2 separate regions of the Anas platyrhynchos genome follow, and region 2 is linked to region 1. Evidence: chromatin contacts called from public Hi-C data. All regions are on one chromosome and are shown on one strand. Each heading gives the region's core, a stretch centred on a gene start, on an enhancer-like site or on the middle of the called end of the contact. The rest is flanking DNA. Distances are from core to core; before and after follow the strand shown.

Region 1 (6,184 bases), core at 3,019-5,518:
AAGTGCATGAAATTAATTAGGTAATGATTCCCAACACCACTAGCTTTTATTGCAGCTGAAACCTTTTTGTAGTGCTGTTGTGCTCGGTGGTCTAGAGTTTATCTATTTTTTTAACACTAGGTGGTGCCAAGGCACCACACATATCAAAAAGCGGACTAAAGAAGCAAAAATGTTCAATTTAAAGGCAATATAGGCTCCATTGGGTCCATGTCTCGTTCTGTGAATTATTTCAATTTCTACTGTTAAAATATCTCATCGTCTAGGAAACGACAGGAACAATTCTACGCAAGACGACAATAATTCAAGTAAACTCAGAGGTGATTTGGTGCTATAGCCTACGGAGCAGACAGTAATTCAGCACTGAAGTTTCAATATGTGGATATTACCTGCATGGGCAGATCCAGATCCATTTGGTCCAAAACCTTTTCTCTGAAAGTGGCTGGTGCAAAGTGTTTCAAAGGAACCTTCAAGAGCCTTGCGGCAAGTAAATAGTCAGACTCCTAGCCTTGGTCTTTGCCTGGTGCCTAGCACATACAGATTGGCTTAAGCTTCAGTTTATGAAGCCAAACTTCCCCCAGAGTTGTTTCTAATTCAAAAAATTGGATGTTCATGTTAGATAGATAAATACTAGCTGACCTATTTTATAAGTTAACTACAATTACAGTGCTAAAAAATACAAAAGGTTGCAAATTATACAGGCTTATATAATAACAAATGTTCTAAAAATCTTCATTTTCTTAGATTTAGTACTTTCTAGAGTAGAAAATATCATATTTGCTCGTCTGATAGTCTTACTGGTGTCAGTATATGTGACCAAACTCTGTGACTAATGAGTAAGAAACAAATTTAGAGTAATTTTAAATCAGAAATGCAGTGTCTACCACATACTGCTTTAGAGCAGTATTTGGGAATAGAGGTATTCCACGAGGGAGTTCCTATGAAACTATTATCTGTGAGATAATCATGTTGATAGTTTGCAGGAAGACTGTCATTAAGCTACCAGCAGGAAAGGAAAGAGAGAGAAGGAATATTTGACACCTCATTAGCATTGCTATTCTGATACTCCTTTGTTTCAAGTTATTGATGCTTTTCTCCTTTTCCAGTACAGGTCTGCCTGTTTGTATGCAGTTAGATTTCTGTGGAAGGAGGAATTTATGCCTGCCAAGGACATGCAAGAGGGTGCATTTACCTTTTTCTAGGTTTCTGGGGAAGGTCTCAGTTGATGGAGTTATTTGTCAGTACAGGTGCTGGATCCTGGCCATGCTATCTGAATAGTTATCATAAGGAACATCTTGTACATGTTAATGCAGCTGCACAGAGTCTATTTTCTCAGTGAAGTGAGTACAATTTCGTAGGTCCTTCTGACTGAGGTCTTTCAGAAGCTTCCTTGGATCTGTTCTTGATGTATAATTGTTCCCTGGGAACTGGACTGTGATTTCTGCACAGTTCTATGCCTCAGTGTCCTTTGTGGCAGCAGAATGTATGTAAATAAATCAATTTACTTTTAGAAGACCGGTCTGCAAGACTACAGATATCTCTTGCAGATATTTCTTAAGCTGGCTTACAAAAAGCAAGGCCCGGTCCATACGCAACAGAAATGATGTGATGTAGCCCACCATAAAGGGGACTGAGCACACAGAAAGCACTGTATCTCTGTTGCTGTTATATCTTGTAATTACCAGAACTATGCTGCCTCAACAAAGTCCCATACAGAAGCTACAGTGGGAGAGTGCACTGGACAGACAAAGATACTGAGAGAAAAACAACATTACACCTGTGCCTAACTGATGCTGATGCTTAAAGACTCAACAAAAGATTACAACAGCTGTGAAGAATGAGGAAAGGACAATAATACATAGCAGTCTGGATGGCATGGTAAACTGGACACAAGCAGAAAATATAATAAAACATAAGTTACAGATGTAAGAAGAAAGAATGCAGACCCATACAGCAGATGGAAGCTAGAAGATCTGTCCTGAGAAGGTGATATTGGAAAAGACTTGGGATTGAATAAGGTGGGTTGTCTGCTTGGCACTAGCTACTTGCTTCTGATGTGATTCTGTAGCCAAGAGGGCTAATGCTCTCCATAAATGTACTTCTAAATCAAAAGGGAAGAAGCCTATTTGACAGTTGTGTGATTAATCTCCACCAAAGTCAGTGCTGAGGCACTGAGAAGGCTTAAATAAGACTCACAATTACCATTAAAAAATTGAAAATGTTTTGTAGTGAAAAATGTGAGCAATTTGCTTTGCTTTGATTCTGAAACAAACCTAAATCTGTAATCTCCCGTGCAGTTCCTCTGCAGATTAGCATTGCTCCATGTGCCCTCTGAGTCCAATACTCCAAGCTTACAGTACTTGGGCAGATTAGGTTCCTAGGATGGGGTCATTTTCAATCTTCCTTTGACACAGCTACATTTTGCAAAGATGGGTTAAATATTCCTGAAAATAAGTCCTTTACCCCATTCACTAGGGATCTAAAGGGAATAAGGACTGCAGTTCTTCTTTCAGCCACCTCCAGGCTGAAGTCACATCCACCTGAGCAGCTCGTTGTGGTGACTCCACCACCCAGGGAAGCCCAGGTGAACAGAGCTGTGTGATGTGGCAGTGGGAAAGCTGGTGCCTTGGCTTACTGGTATCTGCAGGATGGGCATTCGCTTGTCTCAAAACCCACAGTGAAGCCTCAGATTGCTGACAGGACATTCATGTATCCTCATTTCCCATGATTATGTGAGTGGTCCTTGCCACTAACTGTGCAGTGATGGCATCTGAAGACCGAAGTTGCTGCTAACACATGACTACAACTCATGCCATCTGGGAATGAGTGGCCTTTGTGGGCCAAATACAACCTGTTGCCCAGACTTTGAGTTGTCTTGCCTTAAGCACTCCTTCACAGTCTCATTTCTGAGCGTTGTAATTGTAGATCATCTGCCAAAGACTGATTAGCTTCAAAAGGCCAACTTCAGTTTCCAGGTGTCCTAACAAAACCACCTACATAGCATCAATTCAAGCCCAAAGTCAGGAATGGGCAAACTAAATGATACTGCTGCAGTGCTCAGTAAGCACAATTTCCACATTAGCAAACAAAACATCAAATAAATAGTTTTATTTATAGTTAGCCCTATAGCTTAACCCTTTTTAACTGGAGAAAAGGAAAAATAGCAGCACATCCACTAGATATGCCTGGATAGTATGTAATACACAGCTCAACCACATAACTCCCAATATGAAGCATCCTCATTCTCCAAAAGCTATCAGGCTTGGCTGAGATAACCAGCTACTGCTCACGATGCAAAGTTCAGGCTCAAAACAGATGAACTGATAGGCTGGTGTATGAGCAGCCTGTGAAGAGGATGTCCATCCTTTAGACTTGGCAACCAGCTTACAAAAACAAAATCAGAACACATCATAATTTTCAGCCTGCAAGGCAGAACTGTTATAGAGTGATAAAATGGCCCTGGATGTCAGAACTGCTTTTCCCAACTACCTCTTTTTTTTTTTTTCTTTTTTTTCCGTAATAAAACCAAACTTATAATGTTATACAAATCATGCCAAAAACTTCAGCTCCAAAATGGTGAGTTTTATATACATGCTGAACTACAAAACTATGCTTATGTAAAATGAAGTAGGAGTTAAGCTCAGAATAAGGAGTAATGAGATCTTGATTCAGATCACAGCTCATTTACCAGTTAACGACCGCTGACAAATTTCATAAACTACCTACATCTGAATTTGCCGTTTGGAAAAAAAAAATCGTAATATTACATGCTTCACAGTGAAACTATAAGGTCTAGTCTATTAAACTGTGAAGTGTGGTGAGATACTGAGAAGATGTTAGGAACAAATAAGATTTATTTGAAAGTACAGAAAATGATCTGAACACAAAACAGATTTGGCTAAATTAATAGGAGGAATATATACTCTGTTTCACTCTATTAGGATGAATGGCATTTTGCCTGGAATATGAGTCACAGGAGAACTTTATATTCTAAGTGTAAGACATTGCTAGGCAAGACAGGAAGGGGAGTAGTAATCTGGAGGATAAATTGCAGGAAGAAATAAGTAGGAATACGCTGAAATGATAGCAATAATGCATGAAGAACTACGTTAAAACAAAGGTAAATTGTATCTTATTACTTTGAAAGCAGTTCAAGCTAAAAGGCTCAAGGATTCTGCTGAGAGAACGAATCAGATCACAAAGCATAGCATCCATCATGTGAGAGCTGAGGACAACACATCTCAGGCTGGGAGACCTGGCTCTGGAAAGAATTTTCGGTAGAGTTTAGATGAATCACAGTCTGAGCTCTCATGAGTCACTGCAAAACCTTCATTAACCCTTGTAGGCCCAAACAAACAGTTGCAATACTAACTGCAACTCCCAGCTCTCCCAGAGAACAATGAAGGAATAGCAGAAACAGCCTTGGGAAAGGGAAAAAAAAAAATCTTTGGAGAAAGGAAGAAAGTGAAATGTGATAAAAGCCAGAGACTCAAAATCCACAAGGAGATTCCAGCTGGCTGAGGCATCATACAAAAAGGGCATTCTGATCCTGCAATGGCACAAGGGCTGACAGCAGGTATTTTTAGCTGAAAAGGGATGATTGGAACAAGCGAGCTGCAAGTGGAGAGAGAAAGCCTCGCCATAGTGAAAGAGCCGTGCTGTGAAGGTCCTCACACTTAAATCAAACGTGGGATTGTACCAACAGAACCAACAGCAAAAAGGAGCTGCTTGTTGTGGCTTGTGAACATCTTTTAGCACTTGTGAGAGGCCAAAAGGCCAGCACAGAGGGTTGTGAGGACTGTGGAAAGGCACATGGAAATGCCTGCAGCTGTTCCCTCGGGTGATGCTAATCGGCGTAGCTCTGCTGGCTACATGGCCCCAGCCCAGCCCCAGCTCTGCACGGGCTGTGCATAGGCAGCACCAGCAGGAACAGCAAGGGTGGCTCTAGCTGAGGCTCTCTTTACTCACTCAAAGCCAGGGAGCCTACCAAAAGATAAAACCCATGGGCTGATATCTAATATTGCTATGCAGCACATTTAACTAGTGCTGTGCAGAGGTGTTTCAACTGTCCAAAAATGTTAAGCTACCACCAAACCTGGTACTTGCCATAGGGTTAATGCAAAGAGCTACCATGCTGCTTCTGGACTGCTACAGCGTGGTTTGCTACTCCATGGTAATTTGTTCATGTTCTAGACCTCACCAAAGTTTCACATACAGCCTTTGGAGGGTTAAGGACTGTTTGGTGAGCACTGAGTTTTACCTCCTTCTCTTTTGGCATGCTAGCAGTGATGGCATTTATGGCAACACGTTGCCTTCTGCACTTTCTTGAAGCATCCCATGCTTGCAGGTTGACTATCCATCTGTTAGTGAAACATTATTCATTGCTTTTATAACGGATCCCCATGCCACATGAGCTAGGTGCCAACTCTTATTCCCAACAGCCTTCTTGCTCTCGCTTTCCCCCTGTGTCATCACCTACATTTGGATATAGCAACCAACAAAGCCTCTCCACCCACAGCCCTGGCCAGTTCAATGCTAAGTGGATATGCAAGCCAAGAAGAGAGGCAAACCAAGAGGCAGGCTAGCCAACAGAGGAGGCAAGGCAACCCAAGAACAGAGGGGAGAAGACAGCAGTGTTAACTAGAGCTGCAAATGATCAGCAGAATAACTGGAACACTGAATAACGTAACATCAGTGAACACTGTTGTGATAAATTAGTAGGGGTTTGTTCATTGTCCTTGAGAATTTAAAGAATCTACTGAGGAGATAAGGTTTCACAACTCACGGCATTGTAACATGGGGACAAATGGGGAAGGGGGGTTGGGTAAACATCCTTGTTAAAACAAAGATTCTGTAAGATACCACCCATCCACCGCAAGACATCTTGTTTTGCCCCCACCTGAACACAAGCACAACGCGTGATCACTGGAGGAAGAATAACGACCCCCAACAACAGACTGCGCAGCCTCAGAACAAGTCTCGACAAGTCGACAAGGCGACAGGTCCCGACAAGTCAACAGGTCTCGACAGGTCAACAAGTCTCGACATGCCGGAACTTCAATGCTATAAAACAGCAACACTGGAAAGGGGAAGTTGCGTGCCGTGGTGGAGCGGAGACTCCCCAGCCGCCCAGTGCTGCTTTGCTTGTATCTGCTTACTCAATTAATAAATACCTAATGGACCAGAA
Region 2 (6,631 bases), core at 3,500-5,999, 84 kb after region 1:
TGGGGTTGCTCAGGAAATGGAGTACCCAGATAAATATGATCCCTGCTTATTCATGGCTAATTGTCTGTGGAACATACACTCTTCCATGCCTGTGCCACAGGTGGGAGATCCTGAATGAGTAAAGAACAGGAATTAGAGTTTTCAGGCGTAGCATGTTTGGCAGGAGGTCTGACAGAAGCAATGAAATAGATGCCCATTTTCACCCCCTCCTGCCTTCCGCTTTCCATAGCTTGACACTTCTCATAACAGGGAACTCCAGAGCAATTGCAGAGCCTATGCACTGTGTGGGTGAAGAAGTAAAATCCCTTTTGTGTTTCAAGGGGTGAATCCAGGAAATACTGCGTCCTCTGCGTGGTCTCTGTCTCTTTCAGGCTGACACCTTTTAGGGGCTGTAGCTTGCTGAGCTGGATAGGAGGCAACTGTTCTGGCAGGGTCACTCCAGTGCTGTTACACTGGAGGAAGCAGCAAGGACCTTCACAGTGCTTAGTCAGGTGGTGGTAGTCGTGTGGGCTCTTGAACAGGATTTCTATCTCACAGGGATCCACAGATACAGTGTCCCAGAACTGCTGGCGCCCTGCATACAGAGTACAGGCTGGACTAGCATTTGGCCCTGTGTCATTTGATGAGATTATTTACACAGAGAATTTGCTTAGCTAGGAAACCCGGATGGAAACAGAAACGTGCCACAAAAGCAATTACCCCCATAGTCGGAGTCTGAGATGAATCACACTGACCCATAGTCCCTGCCATTTCCTTTAAAAAAAAAAATACCAGGAAAGGCACTAAAGTTAACCAAGTCAGGTTAACCTTGATTTTGATTCTGCAGAGTCGCCTGGGTAATTTTTTGTCTGATAAGTATCCCCGCTGCCGATTTGGTAGAGTACCCTTTTCAAGCAGGTGTAAATGGGGATGCAGACAAGGCAGCGTGACCTCAAAACCAGTGGAAATGTCCCAGTTAGAAGGCTGATGTTGCACTGGTTTAACTGCATGTCCATTCAAATCCTGCTTACCCTGATGGAGCTCCCCCTATTAGCACGGGACATGCACATACACACATAGCTGCGCTGAGCTTGATCAGTGTCATGCTGTATTTTTAACTAAATCATTGAAATGCCTCAATGAATATCAGGGGTGGCATTTTTCTGTCCCCCAGACCTGCAGCAGTGCTCTGAACTTCCACTCTTGCCTCTTAGGAACCAGTCTGTGACTGCTTTCTCTGCTGATACAGAAGGTTGGGAACAGAACATATGTGGAGTCTTCCTTCCTGCTTGCTTCCCTGCAGACCTAGGATGTTCTTGATCCCCAAAAGAAAAGGCAATGCTAACTGGAAAGGTGGTTTGAATGCAGGGCGTTGCTGTCCATAGCCATGAATGCACTCTTTCTGCTCCCTCAGTCCCAGAACTCCCAGGTTCAGTGTCATCGCTGGTCAAAATATAATCTGTTGAAGGGGTAAAAAAAATAAAATACGAGGATCCTGCCTTTGTGTAGGCAATAGACTGGCAGTAAACCCCACGGTCAGATAGGGAGGAAGACTCCAAAAAATAAAAATGATAGTTGCAGCCTTTTGTGGGTGTCTGAATGTCTTGCAGTAGTTCAGGCTGTAGCTGCATTTTTTTTTGGCAGTGAAGATTAGTTGGCTATTGGGGGTACTGGATCCCCCGCTGTTCATAGTCCCTGTCAGAAGAGGACGCCTTCCTTGAAGTTTAACTACATTTCAAAGGAGAGCCATGGGCTTTAAACAGGAACTCCTGGGTTACTTTACTTGGTCAGCCCTTTGGAAGAAGTCATCCTAGAGTATCATAATTGATATTGTTGAATCCAGACTATCTGAGGCAAAGATTTTGTGTTGCTGGTAACAGCGGTGCTATTGGCCTTCGTGGGAGTTTACCCTACGCTGTAGGTAGAAGCAGCCACTGTGAAGCAGTTGCAAAGGTTTAATTAAAAACAAACAAACAAATAAACAAAAACACCTTGATTAAAGGGGTTAGGTCAGAAGAAAGATTTATAAACAGCCTTGTGGAAGACACTTAAATTATACAAATACCTTTTATAAGACTGGAGCTTCAGAAATACTTACATAAAATATTTGGATTGAGGGTTTTGCCAAGAAACAATGGAGAATTATTGGAGAATTTAATCAGGTTCTTGCTGGTGCCCTTCATGCAGGTCACCTTCATGCATACAGCCACCACAAGGCTCTACTTAGCAGCGTCAGAACTGGCCTTAAATAATACATAAATTTGAGGTCTCCACAAGTTATTTTCACCCTCTCTGTATGAGAAGAAAAGCAGGTATTTCCTTTAATCCTGTGTGGCTTCTGCATTAAAATAAGCCTTGATATTTATCCCCGGCCATCTGGATTTAAACTGACATATATCCCACAGCTTCAAATACCAGAACATCTGAGTTACCAATGTGCTCTTTAACCCAGAGTGTTTGTGCTTAATCACACCAAAGGACAGAAAAGTCATTACCCTCCCAGGGTTTGCAGTGGGTTCCTCCAAAAACCTAGGCGGTTTTGCTCACACTGTTTCCTTTTGCTGCCGTGTTTGCCTGTCGCCCATTCTGAACTGAAAGACCATGACTAGGACCAGTCAAGGACGAGGCTCCGCAAATAACCGAAGTGGTACCAATAGGATTATGCCCACAGGCTTTGTCAAATCAGGAGTTTCCTCAGGCAGTACTAATAATTACCAACTCCCTTTTTACACATCACACTAGGCTTCAGCTGCGCATTCACTAATCCCTGGAAAAGAAATGCTGACTATGTGGGAGATGGTGTTCCACGTACTCCCCACTCCATGCTTTATCACCAGAGGAAGTGACTGGTGCTGGCATTTCAAAATCTGTTACAATTGTTCTTAGACTGAGGCGGAAATACTATCTTGAAAAGACAAAATGCACATTTCTTGCATAGGTTCCTTTGGAAAAATTTGTTTATTCCACTTGCAATTCAAGGATTTTTGCTTTTGGGATTCTGGAAGCCTTTAAAAAGATTCAAAAAAGAGAACATTCAGAGGAAATACCAACCTCATCAGAAAACAGATATTTTTAAACTAGAAAAACATTTGTCCTCATCCAATTCTTACATTAGTGTCTGGCAGTGATTGAGGGCAATGAAGCTAAGTGGCCAAATTTCTGTCCTTGCAAACTGAAGCAGGTAACTGCTACATCTGAAAAATTGCTACCATTTGAAAGGGACATGGAAGAAAAAAAAAAAACAACATGAAAATCAATGACAGACTCTAACTGGTCCCAGATTGTCTCTGTTTCTCGGGATATCCGCAGATGGTATGTCCAGTTAATATTTATAGGTGAGGTGGAAAGCAGTAACACTGGGAAGCCTCTGGTTTCTAAAACTGTGCTTCTTGTTCTCAGGGATTTTTGATTATCATGAGATCTGCATCTGCTTGTTATTAACTAATTATCTGATCCAGTTGCCTAGCAAAAATTTTGAAAGCAGGTGGTGCGCTCACTCCCCCTGCTTACATTTTCACTGCAGTGTTTGACCATTTGTCTCCTTAGCATCTGCTGAAATTCTCACAGACAATCCAGTCTTCTGATTCAGACCTTCTGATTGAGCAGTTATTAAGAAGAAAAGAACAAAACCTGTGCTTAAAAGTATAACACAGAAATATAGCAAGAAAACAGTGGCTTTAACCACAATGTATGCCTTCGGTAGCAGCAGTCTGTTTGGCAGCATTTATGGAATTTCTCCAGTTTGGTCTTTATCAAAAACCACAGTGCAATGAGCACGTCTGTGATAATCAAGTGATGTCCTCTTACCCTGAAGTTTGAGCAAGCTGAGGTAAGGAACAGAAATTTTAGAAGTTATGTGCTGAGAGTGCAGTCTGTGAATGTACCCACAGAAAGGAAACGGGCTATTTTTGGTCAGCTATGACTCCAGATTTATTGAACCACTTGATTTCATACAGAAATGATCTCTCTGGTATGGTCCTGAGGCTCTGCAGCGCTTCAGGAGCAGTAGGACAGAAGAAGGGAGCAAAGCACAAACTGAATTATAAAGAATATGCATTAAAATGAAAGAAAAAAAAAAATAGAGTGACAAACTCACACAAAAAGATAGGACCTCAGGCTTAGTGCCTCCCTGCTATTCTTATAGCACATTCCACAAAATACAGTTAGAAAAGGGCAGGCACCACTGCACTCTGCTTGTTTCTGTGTTTCTTCTTCCTCTCCCTGACACGGGATACTTCCTGAAGAGCAGTACATGCAGCCAAACTGTGTCCTGGACCACAACATCTTCAGTGCTACAAAAATAATAGTTCCCTCACCCTTGCTAAATCCAACTATTCAGAAACCATGACTCAGATGACTGAGATTTCAAAATGATGACTGGCTTAAAACTCATATTGATTTTTTATTTTTATTTCCAAGCAAGTAAGAGCCTTAAAGATCTTCAAATTGTCATCTGTCTTCTGGGCTCCGTGTTTTGCTCTGGAGTTTTAGTAGGTATGAGAGCTCAAAGCTTGAAACGAAAGTGGAATCACATAACTAGTGGCTGTGATGTGCAACAAAATCCTCAACAGCCAGCAGGACCGTTTCGATTTGTATATTTGTAAGATGGAAAAAATAAAGAAATTGGGCTTCCATAGCCTAGTGCTGAAGAAGGATATAATGGATCTGATGCTCAGCTACTTTGTTCCTGCACTTCAGGCAGGAGGGGAACGACTGCAGGCAGGGAAAAAAAAGTATGTGTGAAGTTTGGATTCATACCCTGGAGTCCTGCAGGGGCCGCAACAACTCTTACTGTGAGCCAGAGCATCCGCAGGGCCAGCCTAGTTTGTGCTCTGCTTCTTAAGGTCTGAAGCAGAGACTATCCAAGGCTCAGTGCATACCTGCTGTGCTCCCCATCTCCTCTGTGTGCTGGAGCTGGGGGTGCCCCATCCCTGGAGGTGTTCAGGGTGAGGCTGAATGGGGCTTTGGGCATCCTGGGCTGGTGGGAGGTGTCCCTGCACACAGCAGGGGGGTGGAATTAGGTGATCCTTAAGGTGCTTTCCAACCCAAACCATTCTGTGATTCTATGACATTTTGCATACAAGAGCTCACATTTTTTAGCCCATATAAAACTCTCTCACACACATGCACAAAGTATTTGGTTAAAGTGACATTATCTTTCATTTAGAAATGTGTAGTGAATCCAGGACATACTGATACTTTACTGTTTTGAGATAAATGAGCTTTGAATCAGGATCTGTTGTATAAATGAACAGATCTGGACACAACTTAAATTATTTGATTAGGGTTTTTGGAAGGAGTTTGTGGCATTTTAAGGAGTGAAGCCTCAGAGCCCTGTCTGTTAGCTTTCTTATGCTGCAGCCGGTCTTCGTTATTGTTTGCTGCTTTGATGCAACTGCAGAAAAAAACTCCCAGTTTCAGACTCCATGCTGGGTATGGGTTTGCTGTGTGTAAGCAACAAGAGGTGCTGAGTCAGCCTGGGCTGCTGCACGAGCTGTGATCCTGGGCAGCAACCGAGGTGCAGATTAGTCCCCAAGCTGCTGAAGGGTGTATGTTACTCCTGGAAGGCCTGTCTGTATGTTGGCACCCAAATAGGGGTGCCTTTAACAGGGGCAACTTATAAAAGAGTGTCAGGAAAATAATTACTTTAATGGGGACAGCTACTTTTAGATTTTCTGACCTTTATTGTGATACATGTTCTCTCTTACACACACACTCTGATACAAGAGCGTGCGTTTGAATAACGCGACTGAGCCCCCCTGCAGCACAGAAGTGAGCTCTCTGCCAACATCAGAGCTCTGCTTAGGCAAAGCTGAATTTGAGCTTGTCACTTTGGATTAAAGGTCATAAAGAGGTCGCAGAGTATCACTGACTGTGTGATACTAGTGTTAGGTGGGTGATTTTGAAACTTTGGTGTAGATGGCTTGTCTACAGCCAACTGAAGGAGCTAGTGGAATAAGCAAAAGCCAAGCTGAGGTTGCGATGTGCTGTAGTTCTGAAGCCAGTGTAATACCCACTGCAACAAAGCTGACATCAAGCAGATACAACAAGAGGTACCTAGAAAGGTTGAGGTGATTTATGTCAGTTCTCTTTTTAAACCCCATTGCAATGCCAGAAGACTGTAATGTAGTAGCCAACCATATTTTATGACAGATTAAGAAGACAAGGTATGTATATACGTATATACACACACACATATATGTTTACCCAAGAGTGAGACCAGGCTCTTTGGTTTCTGTTAACATATGCATTTCTTATGCAGTACTAAAAAAAAATCAAAATGTTCACTTGGTGGGCACTACCTTCAACACTCACTCCAGTGCCCACAATGAAATACCAATGTCGATGATCTGTGTTTGAGTAAGAGAGTTTCTGTCATCACTTTAAGCCACAGGGATGCACAGAGCACCCCTCTCAATTATCTCAGCAAATGGTATTTTGTAGCGTTTTGGTAGCCATGGCTCATTCTCAGCTTTAATAAAACCACAGAGGGTTAACAACTTGAATTGGGTTCATTCTTATTACCTTATTGGACAGCTACAGTACTTGGCATCACCCTGGGGATTGCTTAAGAGTTCTCTAAACCAGTAACTGTAAATGCAATTAATGATCTCACTTTCTCTTCAGAACTATTGAAATAGAAATCACTTTG

The links. Hi-C and Micro-C count contacts between places; a contact is called where the count stands out from the background.
Region 2: a Hi-C map of liver shows a contact between it and region 1, with 4 times the contacts expected there. The contact joins two enhancer-like sites. A contact is called at or near these places in 6 of 8 Hi-C or Micro-C datasets (F1 follicle, F5 follicle, liver and 2 more).

The regions. Positions count from the first base shown.
Region 1 is chr3:39,135,348-39,141,531 of IASCAAS_PekinDuck_T2T, forward strand. The region is part of intron 4 of CRIPT (CXXC repeat containing interactor of PDZ3 domain); the gene reads right to left. Among named protein-coding and RNA genes, the nearest start is that of PIGF, 27 kb to the right of the region's middle. Within about 2 kb of position 4,269, at least 2 of the 8 cell types and tissues checked have an H3K27ac peak or open chromatin away from gene starts, as enhancers often do.
Region 2 is chr3:39,218,647-39,225,277 of IASCAAS_PekinDuck_T2T, forward strand. No RefSeq gene overlaps it. Among named protein-coding and RNA genes, the nearest start is that of RHOQ, 18 kb to the left of the region's middle. Within about 2 kb of position 4,750, at least 1 of the 8 cell types and tissues checked has an H3K27ac peak or open chromatin away from gene starts, as enhancers often do.